2 separate regions of the Sus scrofa genome follow, and region 1 is linked to region 2. Evidence: chromatin contacts called from public HiChIP or PLAC-seq data. All regions are on one chromosome and are shown on one strand. Each heading gives the region's core, a stretch centred on a gene start, on an enhancer-like site or on the middle of the called end of the contact. The rest is flanking DNA. Distances are from core to core; before and after follow the strand shown.

What was found. HiChIP or PLAC-seq counts read pairs in DNA pulled down with a chosen protein or histone mark.
Region 1: an H3K27ac HiChIP or PLAC-seq map of alveolar macrophages shows a contact between it and region 2. The contact joins two enhancer-like sites. A contact is called at or near these places in 1 of 5 promoter capture datasets (fetal liver), 8 of 47 Hi-C or Micro-C datasets (blood, fetal liver, fetal skeletal muscle and 5 more) and 1 of 2 datasets of contacts at active chromatin or transcription factors (alveolar macrophages).

What each region holds. Positions count from the first base shown.
Region 1 is chr7:22,751,417-22,755,211 of Sscrofa11.1, forward strand. No RefSeq gene overlaps it. Among named protein-coding and RNA genes, the nearest start is that of TRIM26, 14 kb to the right of the region's middle. Within about 2 kb of position 1,950, at least 5 of the 83 cell types and tissues checked have an H3K27ac peak or open chromatin away from gene starts, as enhancers often do. A contact at or near this core is called in alveolar macrophages, where this site is marked.
Region 2 is chr7:22,668,372-22,671,804 of Sscrofa11.1, forward strand. TRIM31 (tripartite motif containing 31) reads right to left here. Exons shown (of 11, transcript NM_001206402.1): 10 at 1,673-1,852; 11 at 1-582. The coding sequence ends at 56. Among named protein-coding and RNA genes, the nearest start is that of TRIM31, 12 kb to the right of the region's middle. Within about 2 kb of position 1,555, at least 13 of the 83 cell types and tissues checked have an H3K27ac peak or open chromatin away from gene starts, as enhancers often do. A contact at or near this core is called in alveolar macrophages, where this site is marked.

The sequences.
Region 1 (3,795 bases), core at 700-3,199, 83 kb after region 2:
AACCATGAGGATGCACGTTTGATCCCTTGCCTCCCTCAGTGGGTTAAGGATCTGGGGTTGCTGTGAGCTGTGGTGTGGGTCACAGACGCAGCTCATATCTGGCATTGCTGTGGCTGTGGTGTAGACCAGCAGCTACAGCTCCGATTCAACCCCTAACCTGGGAACCTCCATATGTCACAGGTGAGGCCCTAAAAATAAATAAATAAACAAACAAACAAACAAATAAATAACAAGCTACTCATTTCACCTTTATGAATCTGAAGAATTTTTAGGAAAGGAGGACAACATATCACATAGCATAACAAGAGATGTTCCCACTGCTTTTATCCTTCAGGAAATTCCAAAGGTATAGGGAATTGTTGAACCAGAAATTATGCACAAAAGTCAAATATATATGAGAAATATATCTCAATGACCAAACATCTACTTCTTACAAATCACAATATCACAAATGTGATGGGCCTGTTACAGTGCTTGGCATTTAGTAAGCAGTTAATGTTGAAGATGGTGTTGGGGCAGATTCCCTTAGAATGAGCTCCTGGAGGGAAGCTCAGTGAATGATGTCTCAGATGACAAGTCCAAGTCAGAATCATACTGGTGTAAGCATCTTAAATGGGCACCAAAAAGAATGTATTTAGAAGTAAGAAAACCCTGGGAGTTCCCGTCGTGGCGCAGTGGTTAACGAATCCAACTAGGAACCATGAGGTTGCGGGTTCGGCCCCTGCCCTTGCTCAGTGGGTTAAGGATCCAGCGTTGCCGTGAGCTGTGATGTAGGTGCAGACGCGGCTCGGATCCTGCGTTGCTGTGGCTCTGGTGTAGGCCGGTGGCTACAGCTCCGATTGGACCCCTAGCCTGGGAACCTCCATATGCCACAGGAGCGGCCCAAGAAATGGCAAAAAGACCAAAAAAAAAAAAAAGTAAGAAAACCCTCACTTATCTATTCTTTTTCTCATATGTGATGGAGAAACCTGGGGCAAAGTTGAAAACCTGGGATAAGTCCAGTCAAGCACTCTAGGGCAAACATGACGGAGGTGGCAGAACCAGAATCTCAGATACTCAGAACCACAGGTGAAGGAAGAAGTGGAGCCAGGAGCGGCCTCTGGTCACAGCCTCTCTAGGGCTGGATGTGCCCTGACTTCAAAAAAAGTGTAGCTTCATTGCCTGGATGTCGGAGTAGGGAATTAAAAAAAAGAAAGAAAGAAAGAAGGAGTTCCCATCATGGCACAGGGGAAACGAATCCGACTAAGAACCATGAGGTTGCGGGTTCCATCCCTGGCCTCACTCAGTGGGTTAAGAATCAAGACATTGCCATGAACTGTGGTGTAGGTGGCAGACGTGGCTCTCAGATCTGATGTTGCTGTGTTGTAGGCTGGCAGTTGCAGCTCCAATTGGACCCCTAGTCTGGGAACCTCCACATACTGCAGATGCGGCTCTAAAAAAGCAAAAACAAGAAAGGAGGGAAGGAAGGAAGGAAGGAAGGAAGGAAGGAAGGAAGGAAATATATTCTAATTCACGGAAGAACAAAAACCTAAACTAATGAGAATTGCTGTGTAGATTATCTTTAATTTGGGACTAGGGGGCTATCACCAGTGAAGAGTATCTTGGTAAATTCTCTCCCTCCCATCCCCATTAGAAAGAAGACTTAAGAGCTAATTATCCTCATCATGACAATAAAGCCATTACCATCCCCTCACAGCAGTCTCTTTGTATAGGGATTCTGAGACTGAGTGAGTGGCCCAAAGAACCAAGCAGAAATAACAATGAATGCACAAGTCAAGGTGCCCACCCTGCAGATGTAAAGGCCTGCTATTCCGGTCTTGGCTCAGTCAATGACTTTGACCTTTGGAAAATCACCCCCATTTGCGTGCTGCTTCTACCCCCTGAGCATCAGCTTGTTCCTCATAGAAAAGGGGACCAACTTTGGGTACTTCCTTCTAGTCTCTTGGGAAAGCAATGACCTCATACCTTTGGGCTCAGGGAAAACCATGAGCTCTAGAAACAGGAAGACCCTGATTCATATCCTGACTCACATGTTAGTTGTGTGATCTTTGGGAGGTTTACTTAATCTCCTTGAGCTTCCAGATTCCTGGTTTGAAAACTGGGGACAAGAACCCATCTTAGGATACTGTTATCAAAAATAAATAAGGGCGTTCCTGCCATGGTGCAGTGGCATAATTCGTTTCTGCCAGGCACGCTGTGAGTCAAGTGGTCAGTCTGAATTTTTTTTTTCAGTTTCACAAGAAAACAGACCAGTACACTGACATGCTCAAGGAATTTTGTTTTTACTCTTTAAATCCTGAGTGGCTGTGACAGTCCAGGCTGTGGTGGCTGGAATGGGACACCTCCTCTGCTCTAGACTCAGGACTCAGATCCTAGCCTGGGAACTTCCATATGCTGCAGGTGCAGCCATAAAAAGACAAAGAAAAGGAAAAAAAGGTAGTTCCCTGGTGGCCTAGCAGTTAAGGATTAAACATTGTCACTGCTGTGGTGCCAGTTCAATTCCTGGCCCTGGGAATTTCCACATGCCATGGGTGTGGCCAAAACTCCAAGAAAACCCAAAGCAAACAAACCAAAAAACACATGAAAAAATGACCCCTTTCCACAAGGGAAGATACTACCTGGAGAAGTGCCACCCTAAGAACGTCAATTACAGAACAGTCTGAAGGAGACTAAAAATCAGTATTTTTCGGAGTTCCTGTCATGGCTCAGTGGTAACGAATCCAACTAGTACCCATGAGGACGTGAGTTCGATCCCTGGCTTTGCTCAGTGGGTTAAAGATCCGGCATTGCCATGAGCTGTGGTGTAGGTTGCAGACGCGGCTTGGATCCTGCGTTGCTGTGGCTCTGGCATAGGCCAGCATCTACAGCTCTGATTCGACCCCTAGCCTGGGAACCTCCATATGCCGAGGGTGTGGCCCTAGAAAGAAAAAAAAAAGAAAAGAAAAGTAATTTAGCACAAATCTCTGCTGAGAGAGCTCCTAACATTTCCCTCCCAGGAAGAGGGCAGTCAATCCAGCAGGAAAGGGGCGGAGGCAGGAGGCAGCCATAAGCAGAGACAGATAAACATGTGAGAAGCTTAAGGAAGCACTAATTCCATAGGACAACAATAACCGTGACTAAGTGGATGCATACTAAAGTGTGTATGAGATTGTTTTTCAGACATCAAAACTTGGAGGAAAACCAGTACAGGAAGTAAGAGTAATCATAGTTTGGCCTCATGACCAGCTGTAACTCCCTTGGACACAGACATGATAATGAACATAGTCAGCAATCAGCCAACCGATGTCAGGTGTCTACCTTGAAGGGAGGGAAAGGATGGGACGTGCGGGTGAGCGTGGCAGGTGTGCGGGTGAGCCTGGTGGGTGGTATGGGGAGGAACAGAGCTCATCTTCCTTCTCCACAGTGGAAAATTAGAGGACCATGCCCCAAACTCATGTTATTTACAAAAAATGAAGGTGAACACCAAAATAAAAAGAACGAACGGGGACATGAGGGAGCGGAACGAGGCAGGGTTCTGTTCTCTCTGCAGTGATAAGCATTATAGATCTGCTTGACCATATGGGCAGGTGCAGTTCATAAAAAACAACTTAAAATGTGAATATAAAAAGTTTCAAATTTCAAAGAATCTGTTGAATAAATCTAGCTGTCAACTTTCTGTACTAAGATGGCATCACACTTTTTTTTTTTTTTTCCCTTCTTTTCAGCCACACTTGTGGCATACGGAAGTTCCTGGGCCAGGGATGGCGTCTAAGCTGCAGCTGTGACCTCCACCACAGCTGTAGCAATTGCTGGATC
Region 2 (3,433 bases), core at 305-2,804:
GCATCCCAAAGCGAGGGGGTAACGGGGAGGAGACCGAGAGGAAGGCAAAAGAACTCTAGGGACTCAGGGTGATCTGGGTGCCCGGAAAAAGAAGCCGGAAAAAGGGTAAGACCTGCCCTGGAAAGGAGGTGTGGAAGGTGTAGATGCGGCTGCTTGTGATGGAGTCGTAGAAGACGACTTCTCCGCCCTCGTGATTCACGTGGATCCCCACTTTCCTGGGACGGACTGAGAGTTCCTCCCGGGTGCCACCCTCGGTGAGCGCCTGGCAGTCGAAACCCACAATGCGCAGCACCCAGAAGCCAGTCAAGGGTTCGATCATCAGGGGGCCCCTCCGCGTTACCAGCTCCGAGGCCACGCCCACCAAGCAGCCCCCGCCTTCAGGCCCTTCAAGCTCCGCCTCCCAGGTCTGGCAGCCCGAGGAGAGGCCTGGCAAGCCCAGAACACAGCGGAATGGATGGAAGCGAGCAGGGTCAGTGGGTTCAGCACAGCGACTTTGAGGAACAGGGTCCAGCGTCACTGTCTTCAGATCCTGGGAAATGATGAGGTCCGGATGAGCCGAGGCCGCATCCAGGGTCACTGGGGCTGCGGGAAGATGAGGAGGGTGGTAGCCTCTTTCCGGGGTGCTAGCCCCAGGTCAAGTCCTCCAGACCCCTACCTCTTAGTTTCCCCTGAGGATGACTTTCTCTTCAAAGTCAAGGTCCTCTTTGTCCCCAGAGAAGTCCTAGCCCCTTCCCCCTCCTTGAAGTTAATCCTTAAATTTCATCATGTGCTGCTCTGTGGGTGCTCTCCACTGCTGGTCACAAGGCATCATTTCTACACCCAAAGCAAGACTATTTCCTCTTCCTTCCCCATCTCCTGTGGTCCTCATATCCAGAACAAGATCTGAACTTATATAAAAGATGTCAAGGCTCAGACTGTGCTGGAGTAATTTTCTAAAGTGCAGCCCCTCAAAGACAGGGATGAATGGAGGGGTGGGGTACGGAGGGAGAAAGTTAGCTCTCATCTCACCACACAGGCACAATTTTCATTGAATTTGGACATTGAGTTATCATTGAGTTATAGGTTATCAAGGCCAGAAGTCCTCCATCCACCCCCCACCCCCCCGCAATGGCTTGAATAGCCGTGGTTCCAGACTTTGCCACGGACTTAGGAACGAGAGACTCATGGTATCTCCTGATTTGCTATCTAATCTCACACCCTTGTACTGTAATATTACTTAGTTTTCCCTTGCTGGAAGGAGGGTGGGGATTGGGAGGGATGGAGGATGTAGGAATGTGGGGAAGAGGAGAAAGAGTGTCTAGGTACATGGGGATGAGTAAGGTAGATTGTGACCTAAGCAGTTCTTACTGGTCTCTTAGATTCCAATCTGACTGAACTGATGCCTAGGTAAATAATTTAAATTAAAAAAAAAAAAAAAAAAAAAGACCTGAGCAATCAACTGTAGTGACACTCTTCATCCACAAGGGGCACCAGAGCCAAAGCAATAAGCAGAAGCCACGCGCTGACGCTACCCGATTGCCCTTTTTCTGCTCAAGTACACCCGCTCCCTTCTCCAAGTGTCACCACCATCACCCGTCTCTGTTCTCAGTAGCCCGGGGCCTCTCTCCCACCTTCCACTCCCTCAGCCCCACTCCACGCAGTCAGGGACTCTTGATTGCTCTCAGCCACTCACTCAGCGCCGCCTTGAGCTCTTCAGTCCACGCAGCTCCAGGGCTTCCCGGGTCTTCAGAGCTGTCTTCGTTTGAATAGAAAACAAATGAGGCAATAGAGGCCCGGCTTCGGCTCCGGAACAGGTTGGGCAGTGAAGGTGATAGTTTGAGCTTTGGCGGTAGTGGTTTAGCGTTTCTGTCATCTTTAAGGAGAAGGAGAGGAGAAAAAAAGAGGTCGATGGGAGCAAGGCAGCAATCATTGTCCATGGCCTGAAGCCACGGACTAACAGAAATTTTTGAGCTTGTCTTACCTCAATGTTTAAGGGTACAGCTTGTTAAAATCCCTCTGCATATAAACTGCCTTTACTTATTAAGTTCATTTTAGTTATCTTTTCCCTCTCTTTAATTGCATACTCTCCAAGCTTCATGTAGCCTATGTAATATATCACGAGCATTAACCAGCGATAGATCAAACCTCTGACATACGGGTCACTTTTTTGGTCTTTTTAAGGCCACTCCCAAGGCATATATGGAGGTTCTCAGACTAGGGGTCAAATCAGAGCTACAGCTGCTGGCCTGCACCACAGCCACCCAACACCAACGTGGGATCCAAGCCGAAGTTGCAACCTATGCCACAGCTCACAGCAACACTGGATCCTTAACCCACCGGGCAAGGTCAGAGATCGAACCTGCATCCTCTTGGATGCTAGTCAGATTCGTTTCTACTGAGCCACGTTGGGAACTCCTGACATATGGGTTACTTTGGTAGTGGGGGCTTAAGTTGCTTTTTAGGAACTTGGTGTCAGCTCTTGTCCTGTTCCGGCTGGCTAAGGCAGGTTGGGACCAGCAGTGCTAAAACTGGGCTTGTGCAGGAGTCTGATGAACAACTTTTCGCATCAGAGGTTCAAAATGATACCCTCAGATTATGCTAAGCAGCTTCATTTTTGAAAGTGTATCCACAAAGAAGACTGTAACCTGGATCCACCTGCCCAAACAGAGGGGAAGGGGACTCCGCCTTTCCCATGCCTCAGGCCACCTTGTTTCATTATCTCAGAAGAAAATTGAGGCTCTTTCCTTCAAGGAGTGGGTCTCCCACCTCCTCCCTTGGCGGCTTTGTGAATAAACCTTCTCTGCTTCAAACCTCAGCATCTCAGTATTTGGCTTGCTGCGCATCAGGCAAACAAACCTGGTTTGGTAACAAAAGTACACCCGAACAAGTTAGGGGTAAACTGATTGAATGGCACAGTATTTCCTGGGGCGGGGGTGTCCCACTCTGGGAAGGGGGAGGGGAGATGGATGAAATGCCTGCTATCTCCACCCCCATATGCCCATGCTGTCCTAGCTCTTAGCATCTGAAACCTTCAAGAACATTCAACTCCACTGCCCTTCTTCCTCTCCCAACTCCCAGGCCCTCTTAACAGTCTCTCTAAGTCCCTCTTTTCTTTTTATTTCTTTTTAGGGCCGCATCTGCGGCATTTGGGGTCGAATCAGAGCTGCCTACATCACAGCCACAGCAATGCCAGATCCAAGCCTAATCTGAGACCTACACCACAGCTCACAGCAATGCTGGATCCCCTGATCGAGGCCAGGGATTGAATCCGCATCCTCATGGATACTAGTCAGTTTGTTACCCGCTGAACCACAATGGGAACTCCCTCTAAACCTCTTTTTCTGCTCTGTCCCTATACCCCTCCAACCCAGGCTGGAACTGAGAGCAGCTCTTCATCCCCACCTAACTCCAGTCAGGGAGGGTGATGCTGTGTGTTGGGAAGTCCTTGTACAGT